3 separate regions of the Pan troglodytes genome follow, and regions 2 and 3 are each linked to region 1. The links are chromatin contacts, called in public HiChIP or PLAC-seq maps. All regions are on one chromosome and are shown on one strand. Each heading gives the region's core, a stretch centred on a gene start, on an enhancer-like site or on the middle of the called end of the contact. The rest is flanking DNA. Distances are from core to core; before and after follow the strand shown.

Region 1 (2,711 bases), core at 91-2,590:
CCCTCTTTTGCATGGTTGGATCACGCTCATCTTTTAGGCATCAGTATCAACTCCTTGGAAAGGTCTTCTTAGACCAGTCTAATTCACATAGTTTCCTTGTAAATTCTCCTTAATTCCATCCATAAAAGGTAAGTTCCATTAGAACAGGAATCTACCTTGTTCATCATTGGATCTCAGTACCTAGCAGTTCTTGGCACAGACGAAAGAAGCATTTAACTATCTGCAGAATAAACAAATAATTACTTGGTGCTCTGTGATCCAGTCCTGTGGGGTCAGGAAAGGGTTTCTGATTTAAAAGGCTTTGCAAACTGACTAAGAATTAGCCAGGTCAGGGACAGGGTCAGAAGACGGTTTGGGGTGAGAAGGATAGTGCACTTCAGGAACACAAAAGACATTCTATATGGCTGGAGCGGTGGAAAACCACTAGGGCTGAAGAGCCAGGCAAAAGTCAGATAGGAAAGAGTCTGCAAGTCATGTTAAAGACTTTGGGCTTAAACCTGAGGGCAAATAGGAGCGACTGAAAGGTTTTCAATGGGGAGTGCCTCGGTCAAATATGAACTTTATCAGCCCAGCAATGCGGAGACTGGACTGGAAGGTAGCAAGATTGAAAGCAGGAGAACCAGCTGGGGCGGGGGGGGGAGGGGGGGTTACTATCACAGCTATGTAGCAGTCATAGGGTCGAACCAAAATAACGTCAGTAAAAAACGGAGAGAAGTGAACAGATGAGATATTCAAGAGGCTGGTAGGGACTGGCAGGATGTGAAAAGGAAGAAAACTTTCAAGCTCTGGTTTAAGCACATGGCTCAGTTAAAGTATGTTCCTTCTAAGCCATCACAGCATTTTGGAAGATCCCCTTTCAGCACGTACTACTCTGCACAGTGGCCCGCTGAATACGTATTTGCACATTACAGAAACAAGAGTCGCGCCTTTTCCTATTTCCGATTCTAAAAGCTCACTCCGAGTCTAGCTCGATGGCACTGTAAGTGTTCAATAAACGTTCGTTAGGTGATTGCAAAAGCACTGAGTCTAAAATAAAATAACTGACGTTTATATTCTGTTACCCTCATGGCTGCCCGTTTACAGAGAACCACTTGTGAAAAAACAAGCGCCGGGCTCTGGGTGGGTCTCATTCATAATGAAGTTAAGAGCCTCCTTAGGAGTCTCCGGCTCTTGGGCTTCCCGAGAACCCCTTTACCCAGCTCACCTGGGGGAGAAGACCAGGAACGGGCCCAGGCGACGCACAGTGACTCGGACCGGCCGAACTCAGTAGCACGCCGGCAGCCTTCCAATCGAATCTCCCGCGTCCTTTTCCGCCGGAAGTAACGCTTTGGCTCTGATTACTCAGAGGCAATCAGAAGAAGGCGCCGCAGAGGGTGGAGCTTAGCGAGGAAATCCTACAAGCATCTGGGAACGACCATTTTCGTCAAACTGCGGGTAGAGTCTTTCTCCCCGACAGGTGGATCAGTAGTACAGTCCGTAAAATTGGATTTGGAGCTTCGCTGAGCCTCCTGGGCGTAGGGATCCCGGGGAAGTGTGGAGTGAGCCGCAGCGCCCTGGGGTCTGGCGGGGTGACTGAAAGAGGGAATGGAAGCTGGGTGAAGAGGGTTGAGGGAGCTTTGGAAGCCAGACCCGGCGCTGTCCTAGGGGCTAGCACTACCCACGGGCGGAGGGAGGAAGGGGGCGGTGGCAGGAGGCAGGAGGGGGGTGGAGCGCGGAGTGGGTTTTCGGGTGCCGGAGAAGAAAGGGGGCGTTATTTGAAAGAAGGGACCGGGACCTGGCGGGATTTAGGGGCGATGTGGACCCGGGGCGACCTGTGTAATGGATGGGTTGTGCGAGCAACACAGTTTTGGGGTGACCCAAGAACGGAGTATCATAGGGAGTGGTTAGGCTCCATGATGGAGGTGGGTGCAAGGAGCACAGTCTTTGGACCTGGACCCAGCGGTCTGCGACGACGTGCTCCGCTCACTGCTGAGTGATCTAGTGCAAGTTCCCGCACCTCTCTGAGCCTCAGTTTCCACATCTGTAGATGGGAATAACAATCATATACGACGCACAAGATTGCTGTGACGATTTAGTTAGAGGAGATGATGCGTGTGCCTTCCTGCCTCGTGATACACTGGCCTGTAGTGAACCTTCAATAAATTGTCATGGTAGCTGTTATTGCCATTATGTAGGATTTGCGGAAGGCAGGAGGTGTCGCAATGGAATTGGGGCGGCCAGGGCAGGGTTTGGTGGTGATAATAATGGTAGGGATATTGGGTGACCTGAAGGACAGGTGGGCTTCGGGGGCGCTATAGATAAAGCATGGGCTACAGCGATGAGGTAGGAAAAGGCCCTAGCATGATAAGGGCAGACTTGGGGTGTGACTGCAATGAAGGTGAGTGCTAAGGAGCAGATGGCACGAGAGGAAAGTGGAGTGGAGGCGGTGTCCTCGGGGATGGGGGCGGAGTGGCTGTGGTGACCTGGCTTGGGCGGCGTCTCTGAGGAGCTGGCTGGCTTTGGGTTTCCCCTGGGAGGAGCTGTTTTGCGGCGGGCGGAGCTGCAGGCTGGGCAGGGCTTAGCCTGTGCGCTTCTGCTGGCCTCCTTTTCGCCCTCCCACCCGCACTGCAGTCTCCAGCCTGAGCCATGGGCCGCCGAGCCCTCCTGCTCCTGCTTCTGTCTTTTCTGGCGCCCTGGGCCACCATAGCCCTCCGGCCGGCCTTAAGGGCCCT
Region 2 (2,711 bases), core at 155-2,654, 250 kb before region 1:
ATGGGAGACCCACTCTCCCACTTCCCAGGGGATTAAAATGGCTTATGTTAACTCTTACTTCCCCAAACCACAAACTGCCTTTAAGTCTCCCCCACCCCAAAGGGCTCTATTCAAAGCGTGTGTGTGTCGGGATATACAATGCGGTGGCCTAAAAAGGGAGTTGGAAAGCGGAAGTGGGACTCCACCCTTTATCCTTCCCACTCCCTCCCCCCCAGAGGCCCATGCTCGAAGCCTGGGCCAAAGACCGAGCCTGAGTTGGAGGGGGGTGGGGGGGTTGGAGAGAAGGAACACTGTCCCCCTTGGGATGGAAGCGAGACCTGGGATGAGGCTGACACTAAAATCAGGGAGTATTAGAAGTAATAGGAGGCTGCGGGGTGTATAAAAACCTTGGCGGTTTGGGCCTCGATGAGAGAGACGATCTCCTTGGCGAAGGGCAGGTTCTCCTCGGCTAGAATGGTCAGCATATTGATGTGCGGCTTGCTATTGAAGGTCAGGTCTTCGAGCGATGACTGATAATCCCGACAGGCGTCCTCCCGGGCCCCCGCAGCACCGGCCTCGGCCGGCGTCTGCTCTGACATTGCGCCGCGGCCCCCCTCCGAGGTCCGCTGCAGCTGAAGCTGAAGCCGCTCTGGATACCCCGCCTCCCTTCCGACTCCTCTTCCTCTCCCCGGCTCTCTCGCGGCTCCGGCTTCACCACATGCTGACCGCGGAGGGGGGATGGGGGACGACACAGGGGGAACCTCGGGTATGAAACGCCGCCGTCTCGCGGGTGATCTCCGTCCACTTCCAGCCGCCACAGAAGCTTCTTTCTCCGCAGACACAAAATGGCGGCGGCAGTGGCGGCTCCAGCTCCGAAAATGTCTGTGTTCCCAACCGCTGCGTCGTGCGAAATGAACTAGGGGAGGGGAAATGTGCGGTAAAAGGGCGGGGCCGCTGATAAAACCAGGCGTGATTGGCTGGCCCGGCAACGTCACGAGCCCCGCCCCCGGCCCTTCCGCAGGACGTCCTGGCACCGCCTTCTTCTCCGGCCTCTACCCGGACTTTCGCAACATCTACTGTTCGGAGGCGCACTGGAAAAGACGGCCCTTCTCATTGGCCGATTCATAAGGGACTGTTCGGTCATTTGTTACCATAACAACCCATTCAGGGAAGCCAATAGGCCTGGGAAGGCAGTTCCCGCGGCCCAACCCAACCACTTTAAGAAGAAGACTCAGCCGTCCCCTCTTCGTCCCTCCCTCTAGCTTCCCAGCCACTGAGCGGGCCTGTCAATCATCTTTCCTCCCGCCTGCCCCGTAGCGGCTACCGACGGTGGGGGTTGGAGGGAGCGGAGGCTTTCTGCCGCCGCACCCCCTCTCCCTTAGCGTCTCAGGTGCTCTGGAGAGCCAGGGCGGGTCCAGCTGCCCCTCTGGGAACTGGGAAGTGGGAGGGAGGTGCCGAATTTACCCGGAACTTCGGAAAGCACTGCTGGAGAGTTTCTTCCAGCACGCCGCTTCCCACACCCACAAAAATACCTAGGCGAGCTTGCCTGACTTGAATCCCCAGGAAAATGCCTTTTATTTAGAGGTTAAGTGTGAAAGGCTTTTTCCTTGGGGGTTTGGAGGAGCTCTTTAAGGAGCCCACTATGAGCTCTAGGAAGAGTTTTTCACAACAGCCACACCCAGCTGGACCGTAATATCTCCACTGTGAATCTGCATTTCAGAACCTCCTTAGCATACACTATTTGGGGCACGTAGGAAAACACACACGCGCATGCACTTTTGTTTTAAACTTGTGGGGCTGTCTTCCCAGGTTGGAAATGATGCTCGTAAAACACACAAAGCTTTCAAATAGTTCACCGTGGAGCTGCGACATAACACAAACCAAACGTAATTTTTTCATTGAGTAGCGATATTGACCTAAATATAAGCTTTTAAAATGTGTCCATTACGGGCTGGGCGCGGTGGCTTACGCCTGTAATCCCAGCACTTTGGGAGGCCGAGGCGGGCGGATCACGAGATCAAGAGATCGAGACCTTCCTGGCCAACATGGTGAAACCCCGTCTCTACTAAAAATACAAAAATTAGCTGGGCGTGGTGGCGTGCGCCTATAGTAGTCCCAGCTACTCGGGAGGCAGAGGCAGGAGAACCGCTTGAACCCGGGAGGTGGAGGTTGCAGTGAGCCGAGATCACGCCACTGTACTCCAGGCTGGTGACAGCGAGAGTCTGTCTCAAAAAAAAAAAAAGTGTCAATTACCTAAAATTGCTCTTCCATTGCCTTCCGTAGGCTACTAGGCATTTGAGAGATAATTTGTTGCTCCCCAGAAGAAATTGCTCTTAAAAAATAAACTTAGCCAGGCATGGTGGCGGCCGCCTGTAATTCCAGCTACTTGGGAGGCTAAGGCAGGATCACTTGAACTCGGGAGGCAGAGGTTGCAGTGAGCCGAGATCGCACCACCGCACTCCAGCCTGGGCGACAGAGTGAAACTCTCTCTCAAAAAATAAACAAACAAACAAACTACTCTTTACTTGTCCCATATAAAGTAACATTTTCATTTCTTCTTTTTGTTTCTTTGAGTTTTTTAGCATCTTTATTGTTGTCTAATTGAAACATACTGAACTGCATAAAGTGTGCTGCAAAGGTTAAGTTTTGACATGTATTTTCCATTTTTTTCTTAGCATGATATCACACATGAATGAAAAGTAAAACCTGGGGAGGAAAACTGGTCTTCCCTC
Region 3 (2,711 bases), core at 157-2,656, 170 kb before region 1:
TGATAAGTTTACATAAGACATGAGAATACACCTGAATCACCAACCGGGAAAAATGATTGAAGAGCTTGAAATTAAGCCTAAGTGTAAATCTCTGTTAAGCTTACAACATTACAATAGTTAAATCGAAGGTTAGAAAGAAAATGGTAGACATTGTTCCTTTTCCTGTACTTACCACCATTACTTAGAGAAGTTTCTGAATAACAACAACTTTGAGGCTTTTTCACTGGTGTATTCATGGATGACACCAACACATACTACTTCTGCTTAAAAATCAAACTCATTCATCTTGACTTGTTCCCAGAAACATGACACAGAAGATCATTTTTCGAAAAAGTATTTTTGTAATTACCATCTGCATACACCTGAGAGACTGTTTCTAACATGTTTTGGTCATTTTTAATCATTCTATCTGCCTTTCTTTGCTATAAGGATCTATTTTTAATTTTATTCACTCCTAACATAGAGGGGAAGTGCATACCTTCAATGACGCAAAGTAACTAGTTAATGTTGTTTCAGAATAATGTGCAAAAGGGAAGGGAGGAAACAGCACAAAGTATATCAGTATTTTTACACGTCAGACACCTTCAGGAAGAAAGGATATTTCTCATCTTAGTGTGACAGACTCTGAAAAAGAACACACAGCACTGTTTCAGTGACACAAGAAAAAAAGTACAGTTCATTTTGAGATACTGTGCAAAATCACTCAAAAGACAATTAACTTTGGTTTCAGTCACTTAGTTAAAAAAAAAATTTATCCATGACCGATGTTACTCTGTAATCTATTGCCAGACGTCAGAAGGCCTATCATCAATAATATCCCACCCCTCCCGCCTTTTCTGAGACACGGGCTTGCTGTCGCCCAGGCTGGAGCACAGTGGTAGGATCGAGGCTCACTGCAGCCTCAACATCCCGGGCTCAGAGATCCTCCCACCTCAGCCTCTAGTGTAGCTGCAACTACAGGGGTACACCACCATGCCCAGCTAATTTTTTTGTTTAATGTTTTTGTAGAGACGGTACGGGGTCTCCGCATGTTGCCCAGGCCGGGGTTGGACTCCTAGTATCACGCTATCTCCCCGCGTCTGCCCCCAAAGTGCTGGGATTAAAGGCGTGAGCGACCGCACCTGGCCAATATCCCCTTTGAACATCTGCTTTCGCTGGTTGGTAAAAAAGTGTCATTTTAAATTTAGTGTTACTCCTTCAGGCTATTCCTTCTCTCTTCTTACTTGCAGGGCCAAAGCAACCTCTCTTTCCACTTTGGCCACCTTCCAACAACGATTTCTTCGGACGCCTTTGTTAATCATTCCTGTATGAAAAATCAGTGAATCTGAAGCTTTGGGGAGAGTGAAAGGGGGTTGGAAAACAAACGGCAAAACAAAAATGCATTTCGGAGGACTACCCCAACTCTGTGGGTGGAAGTGGGCTTCTCCGAATAAAGGCGAGGGTCGCCGCCTCGGGTCCTCGCACCTCAACAAAAGACACCAACTCTCTCAACTGTACTGTTAACAGATCTAAATGATACTCCAAGCCCAAAAGTAAACCGACTCTCTCAATCTCTTAGCTAAAAAATGGAGAAGGAAGCGTAGGGCCCCATGCAACCCCTTCAGGAGCTGAGACCGAGGCTCACTGGGCCTCTGGATGCCGCTTCCAGTCGGTCCCGCCCTACATCAGTCCCCAGCATGGCCTCCACCCTCTGGTTCCCAGGTTCGTGCCCGCGGCTATCCGACCAGGTCGTCCTCCACCTCACCGTCCCCACTGAACCACCACTTGACTCCCGCGCACCCCTAAAACCTCTGCCCGGCTCCGCGGAATCGTCCCAGTACTCCTAACATGGCGGCCGAGTCCCCTTTGCTCCTTCACTCTGGGCGCTTCCCACTTGGAGCATTTTGGGCATTGTAGTTTCGGGGATTGCCTAGGTATCCCTCCAGGACGTAAGAAGACCACAGTTCCCAGAAAGCACCGCTCCCGAGCATGGCTATTGGGGACGTTTGGACAGAGGGATGATGTCATTGCAAAAGCCCCACTGCATTCATTGTGCTACGGTCTCTCCACCCCCTGCTGCTGCTGGGCTTGCGATTGCCGCTCGCTCCAGCTGAGCTAAGTGTAGCCGCAGCACCAGGGCAGGGACTGACTCCAGCCCTTGGACTCAGGACATCGCAGACCTTCCCTTGCGTGCGTGACTCATTCGCACATCCATTTCTGTTTATGCCTGGGGTGGGGAGAAAAATCCCAAACCAGGTGAGTTGAAGTGATTTATTCAAATGCTTCTACCAAGTTATTCCTCCCGCTTAGTTCTCAAGGCTTTCTTTTGGGAAGCTGTGAGCGGTGGGGAGGTCGGGGGGATTGGGGAGAGGCTTGCAGGCACTGCTGAGGGGAAAAGCTCTGTGCCATTTGGGTCACTGCAAAGAACAACTCCAGCAACCTTCCCCCGCCAGAGGACGGGTGCCTGCCAATTCCCTAGTCGCAACTCCTCTCAACCTTTTTGAGGCGGAGAGAGGGGGCTGGGCTGGGAAGGATGTTGGGGAGTGCTCTTGGAAAATCTGAGGAAGGCAGAGGTGGGGGACTGCAGTCCTGTCACACACGGCCCTAGAGCTGAGGTTTGAGTGGGAAGGGGTGATGCGTGGGGAGAAATGGAGACAGTGATTTAATGTGGTCGCACTACTTTAGAACATTTGAATGTCGCTTGGACGAGCACTAGTTATTAATTTTTAAGA

What was found. HiChIP or PLAC-seq counts read pairs in DNA pulled down with a chosen protein or histone mark.
Region 2: a contact with region 1 is called in an H3K4me3 HiChIP or PLAC-seq map of stem cell-derived excitatory neurons, with 6 times the contacts expected there. The contact joins the promoter of PCF11 here to the promoter of PRCP in region 1. A contact is called at or near these places in 2 of 7 Hi-C or Micro-C datasets (blood and stem cell-derived neural progenitor cells) and 1 of 1 datasets of contacts at active chromatin or transcription factors (stem cell-derived excitatory neurons).
Region 3: an H3K4me3 HiChIP or PLAC-seq map of stem cell-derived excitatory neurons shows a contact between it and region 1, with 2.9 times the contacts expected there. The contact joins the promoter of RAB30 here to the promoter of PRCP in region 1. A contact is called at or near these places in 1 of 7 Hi-C or Micro-C datasets (stem cell-derived neural progenitor cells) and 1 of 1 datasets of contacts at active chromatin or transcription factors (stem cell-derived excitatory neurons).

The regions. Positions count from the first base shown.
Region 1 is chr9:84,929,408-84,932,118 of NHGRI_mPanTro3-v2.0_pri, reverse strand. It overlaps PRCP (prolylcarboxypeptidase), which reads left to right and starts at 1,340. Exons shown (of 9, transcript XM_009423827.5): 1 at 1,340-1,434. DDIAS (DNA damage induced apoptosis suppressor) reads right to left here. Exons shown (of 6, transcript XM_054661577.2): 1 at 2,463-2,711; 2 at 1,205-1,572.
Region 2 is chr9:85,182,909-85,185,619 of NHGRI_mPanTro3-v2.0_pri, reverse strand. It overlaps PCF11 (PCF11 cleavage and polyadenylation factor subunit), which reads right to left and starts at 1,404. Exons shown (of 15, transcript XM_054661583.2): 1 at 387-1,404. The coding sequence starts at 578. It also overlaps the pseudogene LOC107967299.
Region 3 is chr9:85,100,164-85,102,874 of NHGRI_mPanTro3-v2.0_pri, reverse strand. RAB30 (RAB30, member RAS oncogene family) reads left to right here and starts at 1,406. Exons shown (of 5, transcript XM_001175176.6): 1 at 1,406-2,235. LOC100610822 (a long non-coding RNA gene) reads right to left here and starts at 1,867. Exons shown (of 4, transcript XR_672992.5): 1 at 1,780-1,867; 2 at 1,122-1,303; 3 at 479-624.